Regions from separate parts of the Mus musculus genome. Here region 1 is linked to region 2. A link is a contact called in public HiChIP or PLAC-seq data. All regions are on one chromosome and are shown on one strand. The core of a region is the stretch at or near the end of the contact, and the rest is flanking DNA. Distances in the headings are between cores, read along the strand shown. Region 1 holds the start of Tnfaip8l3 (tumor necrosis factor, alpha-induced protein 8-like 3). Region 2 holds the start of Rab39 (RAB39, member RAS oncogene family).

Region 1 (2,700 bases), core at 36-2,535, 360 kb after region 2:
GAGATTAAAAAAAAAAAAGGTATAAACAAAACCCAAAAACATTTGGCTAGATGCTATCTTACCCTGATTCTTGAACACACGTTCCCTATACCAGCACCCGGTCTAGTAGACCTTCCCGAACTGGTCTCCACTCTTGGCACTCAGGTGTACCCTTGGGAAGTGTGAGGACCTGACTGTGTACAGGTTTGTGCTAGGAGACTCCCAACAGACAGTCATGGCCTGGTCTGTATGGCAAGCAAACTTTCAAGGCGTGCTGGGTGCACAGAAGGATGACTGTAGGTAGAAAGTGAGTGGTCCTGGACCCTGCACTCCAGGGAGGGGCCTGAAGGGCGAAGCCTGCAGGTGGAGGTTGGGTGAGTATGGAGGAAAATAGACCTTGGGTTGTGGGCAGCTTCCTCCTGTTGCTCAGTACTGAGGAGATACAGAAAAGGACATTCATTTCTCTAAATAAGCATCCTCCTATCCTATTGCTTGCATTCCTATTGATTATGGATGGAAAGCCGGTGGCACCTTTTAAAGGGGAAGGCCGGCAGCTCTGCGGGTCACTTTGGGGCCGCTCCTGGGGGTCCACCTCCCGCTAGCCACGCCACAGGAATGGATTAGCACTTCTGCACCCGCTTGCCCAGCAGTCTCGGAACCTCAGACATTAGCCCAGGCAGGAGCCCTGATCTACCCAGGAGTCTTTTCTTTCCACCGACTCTGAAGCGTGGTCTCACCGCCCCAGGATGGCAGACTAAGCAGCACATGGGAAGTTACTTCAGTTCGGTTTCCACTGCAAATTACAAGGCACAGATATCTCAAGCCCTCCTTTCCCCCCACCCCCACCTTGCAGTGCGCCCCAAGGCTTCCGCTGGAGACCCTGCCACTTTTCGATCGATCCACGGGCAAAATGTCCCTCCTGTCTCTCCGACACACCTAAGTGCAGTGGTGTGGGAGGACGCCTCAAACCAGTCCCCAGTCTCAGCATGGAAGGGTTCGGGCTGCTGGGGACCGGCCTTCTGCCCCACCGCTCCAAGAAATACTCTCGATTTCCTGCACTGGCCTCCCCTCCTCTTTAACCCCAGCCCTCCCGGCAGGGTTGCCCCCTCGCTACCTGCAGCAGTCCCGGGCTCGCCCTCGCTCTGCTCTCCAGAATCTGAATCCATACTGTGGGCTGCCGCCCGCGCATCCACCACCGCCCGCCTGCGGGGCGCTCCTGGCTCGGGTGGACGCGGCACACACGGTATGGGCTGCAAAGAGTCTGGAGCCCGGGCGGTGCAGAGTGGGCAGTGTGTGGCCAGACACTAGGGCCAGGGGGCGGCTCCGAAGAGGCCAAGCCTGCTCCAGTGGCCCGCCCGCCGCCCGCCAGTGCCTGCACGCGAGGGTAGAGTCCGGGTGCGGGGAGGGGGGGGGGGAGTGAGGGGGTGCTGGTGGCGAGTAGGGTGTAGGGAAGGAGAGGAGGAGTGTCCAGTGCTCCTGGCTGGGATTAAATAGCCCAGGTTCCTCTACACCCAGAGCCCTGGTCTGGGAGCCTGGTGAGCTGGTGGGGGGGAGCCAGGACGCTCCTTCTTTGGGTGTGGCAAAGTTTGCAAGATTGTTTAAGTACAAATGCACCTCTCTGCCCACTGAAAAAGGTGTATTGTTAGGTTTAAGGTTGTGAGGCTGCACGAGTTTTAGTTCCACTTCACCACTTGGATCCTTTTTGAGGAAAATCTGTGTGTCTGTTACCTCGTGTTGGGAGGGGAGCGAACAGTCTTGCAGGAATTTTGTGGGAAGTATAATGCCGGCTCCCCTGTGAAGGAACAAGCAGCCAGCCTGTCGCCTGGTGAGGAAATAAACAACTAGTCAGGTAGAGATAACTCCCGCAGTTCAGACTCCTCTCGCTGTGGGCGTGGCTTGTGGAGCTGGTTCTGAGAGCTGGGTGAGCGCCCAGCCTGATTTGGCCTGGAAGGCTGGACCCGCCCTGCCAATCAAGCTGCCAAGCCAAGTTTTGCCTCCAGCTCAAGAGGCATGAATTGATTTTTAGAACGTTTTCTTTTCTGGGGAGATGGCCTAGTGGGTAAGAACGCTTGGTGTTCCAGCGTGGGGGAACTGAATTAAAAAGCCCTGCATGGCCCCTACAGGTGCCTGTAAGCCCCGTGGAGGGCAGCTACAGGAGGATTTCTGGGACTTACTGGATGTCAGCCTAGCTCCAGGTTCAATGAGAGATCCTATGTGAAGGGAGTGAAGAATGTTGGACACCTGATGGCCTCCTCTGGCCTGAGAGCTGGAGAGGAACCGTTTCTTGCTGATGGGGTTAAAGGCAAAGTACAAAGGCTCTCAACATCCCCTTTCACTTTCTTTTTCACAAAAGCAATTTATTAACTAATCAAGCGGCCAAGGCAGGAAGGAGAAACACCTAATGGGAAAGTGGTCACTGTTGGTTTCTGAGTATCCATGAGCTTTCATGTATTCCTCTATTATAGGCTTTGAAATTCACGAAGCCGCAAGCCTGCTTCTCATTACTATAAACTTCCTACAGCAATTGCAAACTATTGACCGGAGAGAAAATTAATCAGGAAGAGAACGCCCACTTAAAGGTGCTAGATTCCCAGTGTATCCTCTGAGCACTCATTTTGTCTGAACTAACACCCAGAGATGCGTTAGGTTGAACCATTTGAAATTGTAGTTTGAAGATTGGAAACTGTTGAAATTTGGCTATTGTATAGATTCAACCTATTG
Region 2 (2,700 bases), core at 199-2,698:
ATCAGATCTCATTAGGGATGGTTGTGAGCCACCATGTGGTTGCTGGGATTTGAACTCAGGACCTTCAGAATGAAGAACAGTCAGTGCGCTCTAAGCCATCTCTACCTACTAAGCCATCTCATCAGCCCCGATCATATGATTTTTAAAGAAACAATTCCCTACATTATCAGCTTTCTTACTTTGCTCTAGAACAAAGTACTCTTCGATCTCAAAAACTGGAAATACGCTTTAAATGTGATTTAATCTCAACTATCCAAGGAATTCAGTTTCATTTACTTTTTTTCTGTAAGGCCAGTCGACTTTATACAATCTTTCAGGTTCCCCAGTAAACAACCAGAATGAGACTATTTACTTGAGACTGACTCTCTCCCCATTTAGAAAAGTGCTTTCTTCTGTTGTCACATACAGAATGTTACGAATCCATCAGTGAAATAAAGGAAGGGTTGCAGACAACCCTCAGTATTATCTTTTTCACACCAAAGCGTCAAAGGTGACAAACTTTTAAAGGAAACTTCACCCTATAAATGCAAACACACACCCTTAGTTGTCTCAGTGACTCCGATGTTGCATTTAGTTGTTTTCCAAGACCTACTCCCGAGGGTCATGGCCCAGAATTTTCTGATGACCACACTCGGTGCTTTCAGATGTTTAAACCATTACCGCATGCATCTCTCTGTGAACCGTTCCGAGGGCTGGAACCCCGTCTGGAATTCTGCTTGCTGAGAACTAAAGATTTTTCACAGACCTGGGAACCCCACTTGGCATATTTCCCGGGCCTGAAAGAGGCTTGGTCAAGGCTTGGAGGAGGTGCTAGGAGGAGGGTGGCTGAGGCAGGGTGTGTGTGAACGGCGAGCGAAGTCGAGTTTGGGGAGAAGGCAGCGGTGGAGCCAAAGGGACCCAAACGGCCAAGAGGAGCAGACAGAGCTGGGAAAGACCGGCGACCCTGATTCGGACAGGAAAGGAGACAGAAAGGGGGCGCAGGAAATCCGCACTAAAGAAAGAAGAAACTGCGGAGGAGGAAGTCGCCCCTGGAAGGGGAGGGGCGAAGGGGAAGCGAGCACCGAGCGCTAGCACTTTCGAGAGCCTGTGGCGGGTGCCTCCCTACCTGAAGCGCTCCTGCCCCGCCGTGTCCCAGAGCTGCAGCTTGATCCTCTTGCCCGGCTCAATCTCCAGCAGGCGCGAGAAGAAGTCCACGCCGACTGTGGGGTCGCAGGCGGGGGAGTGCAGCCCTGGGAAGCGGCCCTGGGTGAAGCGGTGCAGAAGGCACGACTTGCCCACCGTGGAGTCTCCGATCACAATAAGGCGGAACTGATAGATCCAAATAGTCTCCATCGCCTACGTGCCCCGTGCGCTCAGGAGCAAGTTCTGCCTAAGGAACTGTCCCTTCAGCACCTACGCGGCGCGCGCCCGCCCGCTTCCAGCATCTTCCTGCGGCTGCGGCCGCCGCCTGGTAGCCGCCCTCTGGGGAAGGAGGGGCGGGGCCGCGGGCAGGGGGCGTGGACTTGGTCTGATTGGGGTGGGGCTTGAGAGTGAGGGCGGGGCCACGAGTTTGGAAGGGACCGTAGGTAGGGGTGTGATCGTGAGTTGGGGGCGGGAACCTAACTTGCAGAGCAGCTGCGTCGGGCAGGGGGCCGGGCCCCAGCTGTAAGGGGAGGGAACTGACGTTGTAGAGGCGGGTCATTGGTCGTGCGGGGGCGGGGCCTCTAACTAGAGGGGCGCGGCGAGAGCGTCGGCTGAGGGGATAGGGAAGTAGCAGAACTCTAGACGACCTTAGCGTATTCTAGTGCAGATCTTGCTGGAAATGGACAAGGAATGGGTGTGGCGAAAGGATGTGACAGCAATAGCAACCAATGAAAATGTACTCAAGGGCTAAACTCCAGAAAGGTCAGCCAATGGGAAGTGAGAGTCATTTTCTCTCACGCATCTGCGAAGGCTCTCTTCAGACTAAGACCCTAGTTTTGAAAGTCAGTCAGGCTTCTGTATGTGGATTCGTGGTGTCCGGGTTCTCAGAAGATTCCAGTTGACAGTTTCCTCTGAAGAAAACAAATTTGCAGAACTAGTTCTGATAGTTTCTGTTAAGGATTGCCTGTTGCTGTTTGCCACAGCGTTTTCAGGATGGTTCTAGCCCTATGCTCGTTGGGGCCCTTCAGCCTGGGAAAAACTTAAAATGTTGAGAAGCTCATACGAGTCATCATTATTCTCGGTCTATAGCTGCCCTCTGCTTGCGTATGACCAAAGACCTAATAAACGAAGCGTAATTTAAATGTTGGTGAGACCTTACTGTGTTCTCTTCTGGACTGGGATGTAGCCCCCAGGTGGTAGAGTTGCCTAGCAACATGAAACCCTGGGTTTAGTCCCCAACTCCGCATAAAACAAATATGGTGGCCCACGGTTATTATTCCACCACATGGGGCTCGAGGATCAGAAGTTTAAGATTATATCCTGTAACTCTCTGTGTCAGCTACACAGAGGACAGAGGCAGATGGATTTCTCAGTTCAAGACCAGCCTGGTCTACAGAGTGAGTTCCAGGACAGCTAGGACTGTGCAAATTTCTTGCCAACCATTTCATTCTTTTCTTGCAACATCTAACTATCACACTCATCCTTAATTCCTTTCTTTGTTTTGGAGGAAGAAGCGTGACTTTCAGAGAACTCTTCTTTCCTCTGCCATGCATCTTTAGGCCCCTGTCTGCAATTAGT

Evidence for each region. HiChIP or PLAC-seq counts read pairs in DNA pulled down with a chosen protein or histone mark.
Region 1: an H3K27ac HiChIP or PLAC-seq map of embryonic stem cells shows a contact between it and region 2, with 5 read pairs. The contact joins the promoter of Tnfaip8l3 here to the promoter of Rab39 in region 2. A contact is called at or near these places in 5 of 39 promoter capture datasets (embryonic stem cells, hippocampal neurons, liver and 1 more) and 2 of 115 datasets of contacts at active chromatin or transcription factors (astrocytes and embryonic stem cells).

The regions. Positions count from the first base shown.
Region 1 is chr9:54,067,126-54,069,825 of GRCm38.p6, forward strand. It overlaps Tnfaip8l3 (tumor necrosis factor, alpha-induced protein 8-like 3), which reads right to left and starts at 1,286. Exons shown (of 2, transcript NM_001033535.3): 1 at 1,094-1,286. The coding sequence starts at 1,145.
Region 2 is chr9:53,704,784-53,707,483 of GRCm38.p6, forward strand. Rab39 (RAB39, member RAS oncogene family) reads right to left here and starts at 1,449. Exons shown (of 2, transcript NM_175562.3): 1 at 1,106-1,449. The coding sequence starts at 1,332.